2 separate regions of the Mus musculus genome follow, and region 2 is linked to region 1. The links are chromatin contacts, called in public promoter capture Hi-C maps. All regions are on one chromosome and are shown on one strand. The core of a region is the stretch at or near the end of the contact, and the rest is flanking DNA. Distances in the headings are between cores, read along the strand shown. Region 1 holds the start of Zscan12 (zinc finger and SCAN domain containing 12). Region 2 holds the start of H4c11 (H4 clustered histone 11).

Region 1 (3,106 bases), core at 424-2,923:
TTATATTACATAATAGTCTTTACAAGAGGCTGTTTCGCACCCTATTACCACCATCTAATACCTTCTTCTTCTTCCTCTTCTTCTAGTATCTTCGCTCGTAGTATATGCCTTGTGTGTCTGAACTAAGCATCAGATAGAACTTTGTAGCTTAGCACAGAAATAAAACAACCCCACTGATGAAAAGGAATAATTAAACTAAGACCAGACAGGAGTGGACGTACATACCTGTAATCTCAGCACCAAGGATATGAGACAGGAAGATTACAAGCCCAAGGCTAGGATGTACAACGTACAAGTTCAACTCCAAATTCCCATGACACTTAAAGTCCCCTTTGGATCCAACTAAATGTCAATATGCTTTGTAAAATAGTGGTATACTTCACTTTGGCCTACAAATTCAGTCGCGCTTAGGAAAGAGGACCCCTCCCCCCTTTTTCTTACCCGGTATCCTAGTTCATCAAGCTCTCTCTCTAAATCCTCCAGCACAGTCACCACCTCCTCCACACTCTCCGGATTCTGCTCCTGCACCCAGGCCTGCAGCTCCCCTGGCAGGATGGTCAGGAACTGCTCCAGCACCAGCAGCTCCAGGATCTGCTCCTTGCTGTTCAAGTCCGGCCGCAGCCACTGTCTGCAGAGCTCGCGCAGCCGGCTCAGAGCCTCCCGGGGTCCAGAAGTTTCCTGGTAGCAAAACTGTCTGAAGTATTTTCGGAAGACGTCTCTGTTATAAGTGTTCTTTTGTAGGTTCCTATCTTGTCTGGTGGTATACTTACATTCTTCCTCCATTTTTATTTCCAAAAGTCCACCCTGGTTCTTACAGACCTTGGTATCACTAGTAGATGTCATCGTAGCTAGATAAAAGATGTATCAATCTTTCAAGTAATAACTCCTTGGTAAATCTTCTTACCCAGTGGACCTAAGGGATAAGTCATCGTTACTAACACGAACTACAATAAGCAAATACCGCCTATTCTAAGAGTTAAGTGGGAGAGTTGAAAAGCTGCCCTCCGGTTAATCTACTGTATTGACTGGATTGTACGTGGACTTTCACAAAAATAGACAAAAGTGAAAAAGATGTCAAATTGTTTCAGGACTTCAGGGAGTAAAGCTTGGGAAGAAACTTACCTCCACTTACTCCTAAAGTGAACAACAACTAACTGAAATAAACAAAAAATTTTGGAATTAGCAGATAGCGTTGGGGAAGGGCAACCGCTGCCTGGCGGGTGGGAAGTTCAACTAACAGTACCACCAAAAATAACGGAAAGAGTACAAGAGTAGGGTACGCCTGCCTTGCTGCTTTTGATTTTTTTTTCTGCGTACCTGGCACAAATCACATATACATAGTACAGTCTCCCAACTGGCTTTAGTTGGAACTTAACCACTCATAAAGGTTAGAAGTTGGGGAGGGTGCTCTGCTTTTCTCCTGCCCCTCCAGTTCTGTGACTCTAACTTAAAGTTCTGCAGCGTGCCTAGGTCCGGGCCAGCTCCGCGCCCCAGGGGGACCCATAGGCAGCCGCAGCGCAGCCCGGGTGGCCTTTCCCCCGGTTCCAAGCATCTTTCTAAGGCCGAGAGTCTAGGTAGCAGGGAGCACCCTCCCCCCGCCTGGAGCACGAGCTCGCTCACCGCGTCGCTCCTGCGCAGGGAAGGGAATCCAGCCCTCCCAGGAACCGGAAGTCATCGCGGACTCCCACAAAGGCCGGAAGCGGTGGAGCCCTGTTGCTCCCAGAGCCACTCTAGGGAGCCACGGAGTTCCACTCAGTGGTTTGTCCTTACTCTGGCAAAAGAAGTTGGGATTTTCTGTCTAATCATAGTGAGCATGCCGGTCCTTATCCGGTTTCGCGTTTGTGTTTCAGTATCACTGAGATTAGTGATGTCTCAAAGAGACATTCTTCTGGTCAATGGGAAAAAATGTATTAAAAGGATAATTTAGTAAGTTAACAGGATATTATGAACACTAAAATCAGCCTTCATAAGTACGAGTGTGAATGAAAAGACCACAGCTACAAAAGCAACAGCAAAAATACTCAGAGCTCAAGAGATGTGCCACATTTACTTGGGGCTAACTTTAAAACACTTTAAAAGCCAAATATGAACATAAATAGGAGGCAATAAGCTTTCTTGGGTAGAAAAACTCAACAAAGCAGTCAGTACTAATTAAATATGTTTGCAACTATGGTATCCCAATAAACACAACCATTTTTCTAGAATTAAAAAAAAATGTTTGTTTGTTTGTTTGTTTTAATTTAAAAGGAGAGTCCAAAGAAAAATCCCTGAAAAAGAATAGTGGTTAATGCTCTTATCATGCACCAGAACATTCTGTGTTCTGGAAGTGAAAACAAAACAACAACAACAAAAATCTCACCCTGTTCTTAGCTAATGTACATGTCGAGGGTAACCAGAAAACCAAGCACAAGCTCTCAAAGATAGTAGTAATTTATTATCGAGCAAAATACATGTAGAGTGTGGCTTAGGACATTGATTTACATAACCAGAACAAAAGAAAGTAGTAAATCAAGACAACTTTAAAAAAACAATTAGTGGAAATGTAAGTTAGGTGGTGTCTTAGTCTGGGTTTCTATTCCTGCACAAACACCATGACCAAGAAGCCAGCTGGGGAGGAAAGGGTTTATTCAGCTTACTTTTCCACACTGCTGTTCATCACTAAAGGAAGTCAGGACTAGAACTCAAGCAGGTCAGGAAGCAGGAGCTGATGCAGAGGCCACGGAAGGATGTTTCTTACTGGCTTGCTTCCCCTGGCTTGCTCAGCCTGCTCTCTTATAGAACCCAAAACTACCAGCCCAGGGATGGCATCACCCACAAGGGGTCCTTCCCCCTTGATCACTAATTGAGAAAATGCCTTACAGCTGGATCTCATGGAGGCATTTTCTCAACAGAAACTCCTTTCTCTGTGATAACTCCAGCTTGTGTCAAGTTGGCACACAAAGCCAGCCAGTACAGGTGGGTTATAGCTATCTGGAAAATTCTTAGCCTTTTGATTGGTGAAACCAAGTGATCTGTTAGTACATTTCAAAGGGATTTACCTAAAAAGCAGAAGGACATTAAGGCAGACACATGGGTGGGCAATGAATGGTTGTAAAGAGCTATATGT
Region 2 (3,106 bases), core at 186-2,685, 370 kb before region 1:
TTGAGATACCACTTCAGTTAGGATGAAAGCCATCAACAAATGTTGGCAAGGATGTGGAGGGAACTCTGATTTACTGGTATTGGGGTGCGGGGTGGGGTACAAATCAATACAGCCACTGTGGAAATCAGTTCGGATATTCTCAAAAAATTAAAAATAGAACTCCAATATGACAAAGTTATTTTAAACCTGAGCATATATTCAAAGAATATAGAGAATCATAGAGATATTTTTTTACCTCAATGTTAATTACTGCTTTATTCACAATAACAAAGAATTGGAATCAACCTAGTTGCCCATCTACAGAGAAATGGATAATGAAAAATTTGTTAATCAAGCAAACATACATAAATATTACTCATCTCTAAAGAAAAATGAAGTCATAAAACATGCAGGAAAATACATGGAATTAGAATGTGTATTAAGCAAAACCACATGCTCTCTCCCATGTGGAACAGACTAAACGCAAGCATTGGACAACTTAAATTGTTTCTATTGACATTTATGTGGAAGTGTAAACGTAGTAACAGTGTACCTTCATTAACTGTTGACTCTTGGCCGTTTTATGATTTATTAATTAAAGTTTTATGGCTTATAAAAACTCAATTCAGAAATTCACACCTCCCCCATATTGGCAGTTTTATTCAGAATTTTATTGCATCCGAGACAGCATAGTTTATAAAGCCAGATCAACCTCATTCTACACAACTGAATGTACAAATCCTGAACTTAAGTGGTCTGTCGCAAGGTATGAAATGACTTAAGTAGGGAAGCATCCTTAAGAGGTGGAAGCAGAAAAATGGGCAAGTATAATAAAACTGCCTAGAACAAATAAAAAGAGTGAAACCATGTGAACACCTAGTGAACTCACCACTTGACAGGACTATTCAGCTTTCCTAGCATTGTTCCGCATGCAAATTAAGCACATACATGTTCGTTCTGATTGGACAACCTGTTACGAGCCGTTTTCACTCCAGTTCTCAGTTAACAAGCGTCAGCTCTTCTGTAAAAGATGTGGTGGTCCTGAAAAGGACCTTTAGGGAAATATAGTGTAAGCGAGCAGCTTAGCCGCCGAACCCGTAGAGGGTGCGGCCCTGGCGCTTGAGCGCGTAGACCACGTCCATGGCGGTGACGGTCTTGCGCTTGGCGTGCTCCGTGTAGGTGACGGCGTCGCGGATCACGTTCTCCAGGAACACCTTCAGCACACCGCGGGTCTCCTCGTAGATGAGGCCGGAGATGCGCTTCACTCCCCCGCGCCGGGCCAGGCGGCGGATGGCGGGCTTCGTGATGCCCTGGATGTTGTCGCGCAGCACTTTGCGGTGGCGCTTAGCGCCACCTTTACCGAGCCCTTTCCCGCCCTTACCTCTGCCAGACATGACTGCACTCAGGACAGCTCAGAACAGAGATGCTGACCGGGAGCCTGAGCGCCGTCTTTTTATACTGTAGCGGGCGGACCGAAATGAGAACCTGCAGGGAGGAGGCGGGAAGTTGCGCCCGCGGCCGTGGGGGAGGGGAAGACTTACCAAAAAGAAAAAGGGCGCCTTTTGTTTCCCTGTCTGTGCTTTCTGAGGGAACTAGCTCCTCACGCCCTTTTAAGAGTTTGGAGAATCGAGCGCACAATCAGTACACTGATTGCACAAAATACAGAAAGCCAAGCGGCCCCTTAACAACCGGTAACCCCGTCCAGAGAGGACACTGCAGGCGGCTGCTAAGGCGCTTTGGTGCTCAGTACACACTTTCCACCGTGCAAACCGTGCTCTGAATTACCTTGTGTTCCTTCTCTATTGTAACCGCATTTCAATTTTTTTTTTTAGTTCAAACTTCCAAAAGGCCATTTTAATATGTTTATAAGAATTTATAGAAACCTTTAAGCCGATTTCAGTTCACAGTTTGCTTGGACCCCTGCTCACACCACACAATCTGGGAAACCCTGTCTGCTGTCCTTCCCTCAACCCCATATGCTTGGAGAAAACTTCAGGCTAACATGTCATCACCCTCACCTAAGAGTTTCTGGCAACCAACCCTGGCTTGGAAAAGGGCAAGACAGGGTCTAAACACTATCTCAGTCGCCCTTGGGGTGCCTACTTCAAAATTTATCCAAAGTGGGCTGGAATCCAAAATGCCTGACTTTCCTTTGTTCTTTGGTCTGCCCTCAGTACACGCTGACCCGTCTGGATGGCCACTAGAGGGCACTCTTGACTATAACATCCTTCGTGATCTTGAAATTTTCTGCTGGTTTAAGAATGGTCTGGACTCCCTTTGTTCACGTTTTGGGGGAACTGAATTCTTGTCCCTCCGTCTGTAGTGCTCGATGGCTTAGGCCAAGGTTGCAGCATTTTCAGACATACAGGGACTCAGACCTCGAGCAACCGTCATCTGAATCACTGGGTCTCCACCCCTTCTCTTCTTCTCTCCCCCTCCTACACACTAAGTGCTTTGTCTAGTGGACAGCCTTCTTCTCTGCACCCAGGCCTTTCTCCTATTCCACCTAATCCTTTCCCAATCCCACCCCACCTCCCCCACCCCCCCCCCCCAAAAATCACATACTCTGCTTACTGAAGTCTTCTTGCCTATACCAATGCCTTCTGTCTTCCCCTCTGAGCTAAAGGCCATGCACAATTAGCCTCTTCCCCTTACCCACCTTCTTCCCCTCCTCCCTGCTCCTCCTTCTTCTTTACAGGTTCCACTTATAGGTTAACCCTCTCCCCTTTATCCACTTCCACCCTCCCTGCCTACTCTGCTTCCTGCCTCTACTTCGTTGCTGACACCCACACCCTGGCCCCATCCACACTGGCCTACTACCCCTGGAATCTCCCCTGTAGCCTCTTATACAGGGTCCCACCAAACCTGTGCTCCCTTCTGCCCTCTCCAGGAAGCAGTTGGAGTTGAGGGTGTTGTTGAGTTCATGTTCCTTTTCCTCCTCAAGACCTCCCCAGATTGAAAAACTGCTAGGATCCTTCTCTGTCAACCGGTCTGCCAGTGTTAAGGCGTTCCGGTCCCTTCGCCAGTCATTAACATGAGGCACGACCTTTATATCATCCAGGCCTCCACTCTCACTCTCACACAGTGTGAATGTGTGCCAGCCAGCAAGCAGACCAGACCCATCTAG

What was found. Promoter capture Hi-C pulls out the DNA fragments that hold promoters and counts their contacts.
Region 2: a contact with region 1 is called in a promoter capture Hi-C map of the HPC-7 cell line. The contact joins the promoter of H4c11 here to the promoter of Zscan12 in region 1. A contact is called at or near these places in 13 of 39 promoter capture datasets (the 3T3-L1 cell line, the C10 cell line, the HPC-7 cell line and 8 more), 1 of 115 datasets of contacts at active chromatin or transcription factors (microglia) and 2 of 9 other capture datasets (liver and macrophages).

Annotation. Positions count from the first base shown.
Region 1 is chr13:21,361,387-21,364,492 of GRCm38.p6, reverse strand. It overlaps Zscan12 (zinc finger and SCAN domain containing 12), which reads right to left and starts at 1,673. Exons shown (of 4, transcript NM_016684.2): 1 at 1,621-1,673; 2 at 442-913. The coding sequence starts at 843.
Region 2 is chr13:21,733,363-21,736,468 of GRCm38.p6, reverse strand. H4c11 (H4 clustered histone 11) reads right to left here and starts at 1,435. Exons shown (of 1, transcript NM_178210.2): 1 at 1,013-1,435. The coding sequence starts at 1,373. The coding sequence ends at 1,062.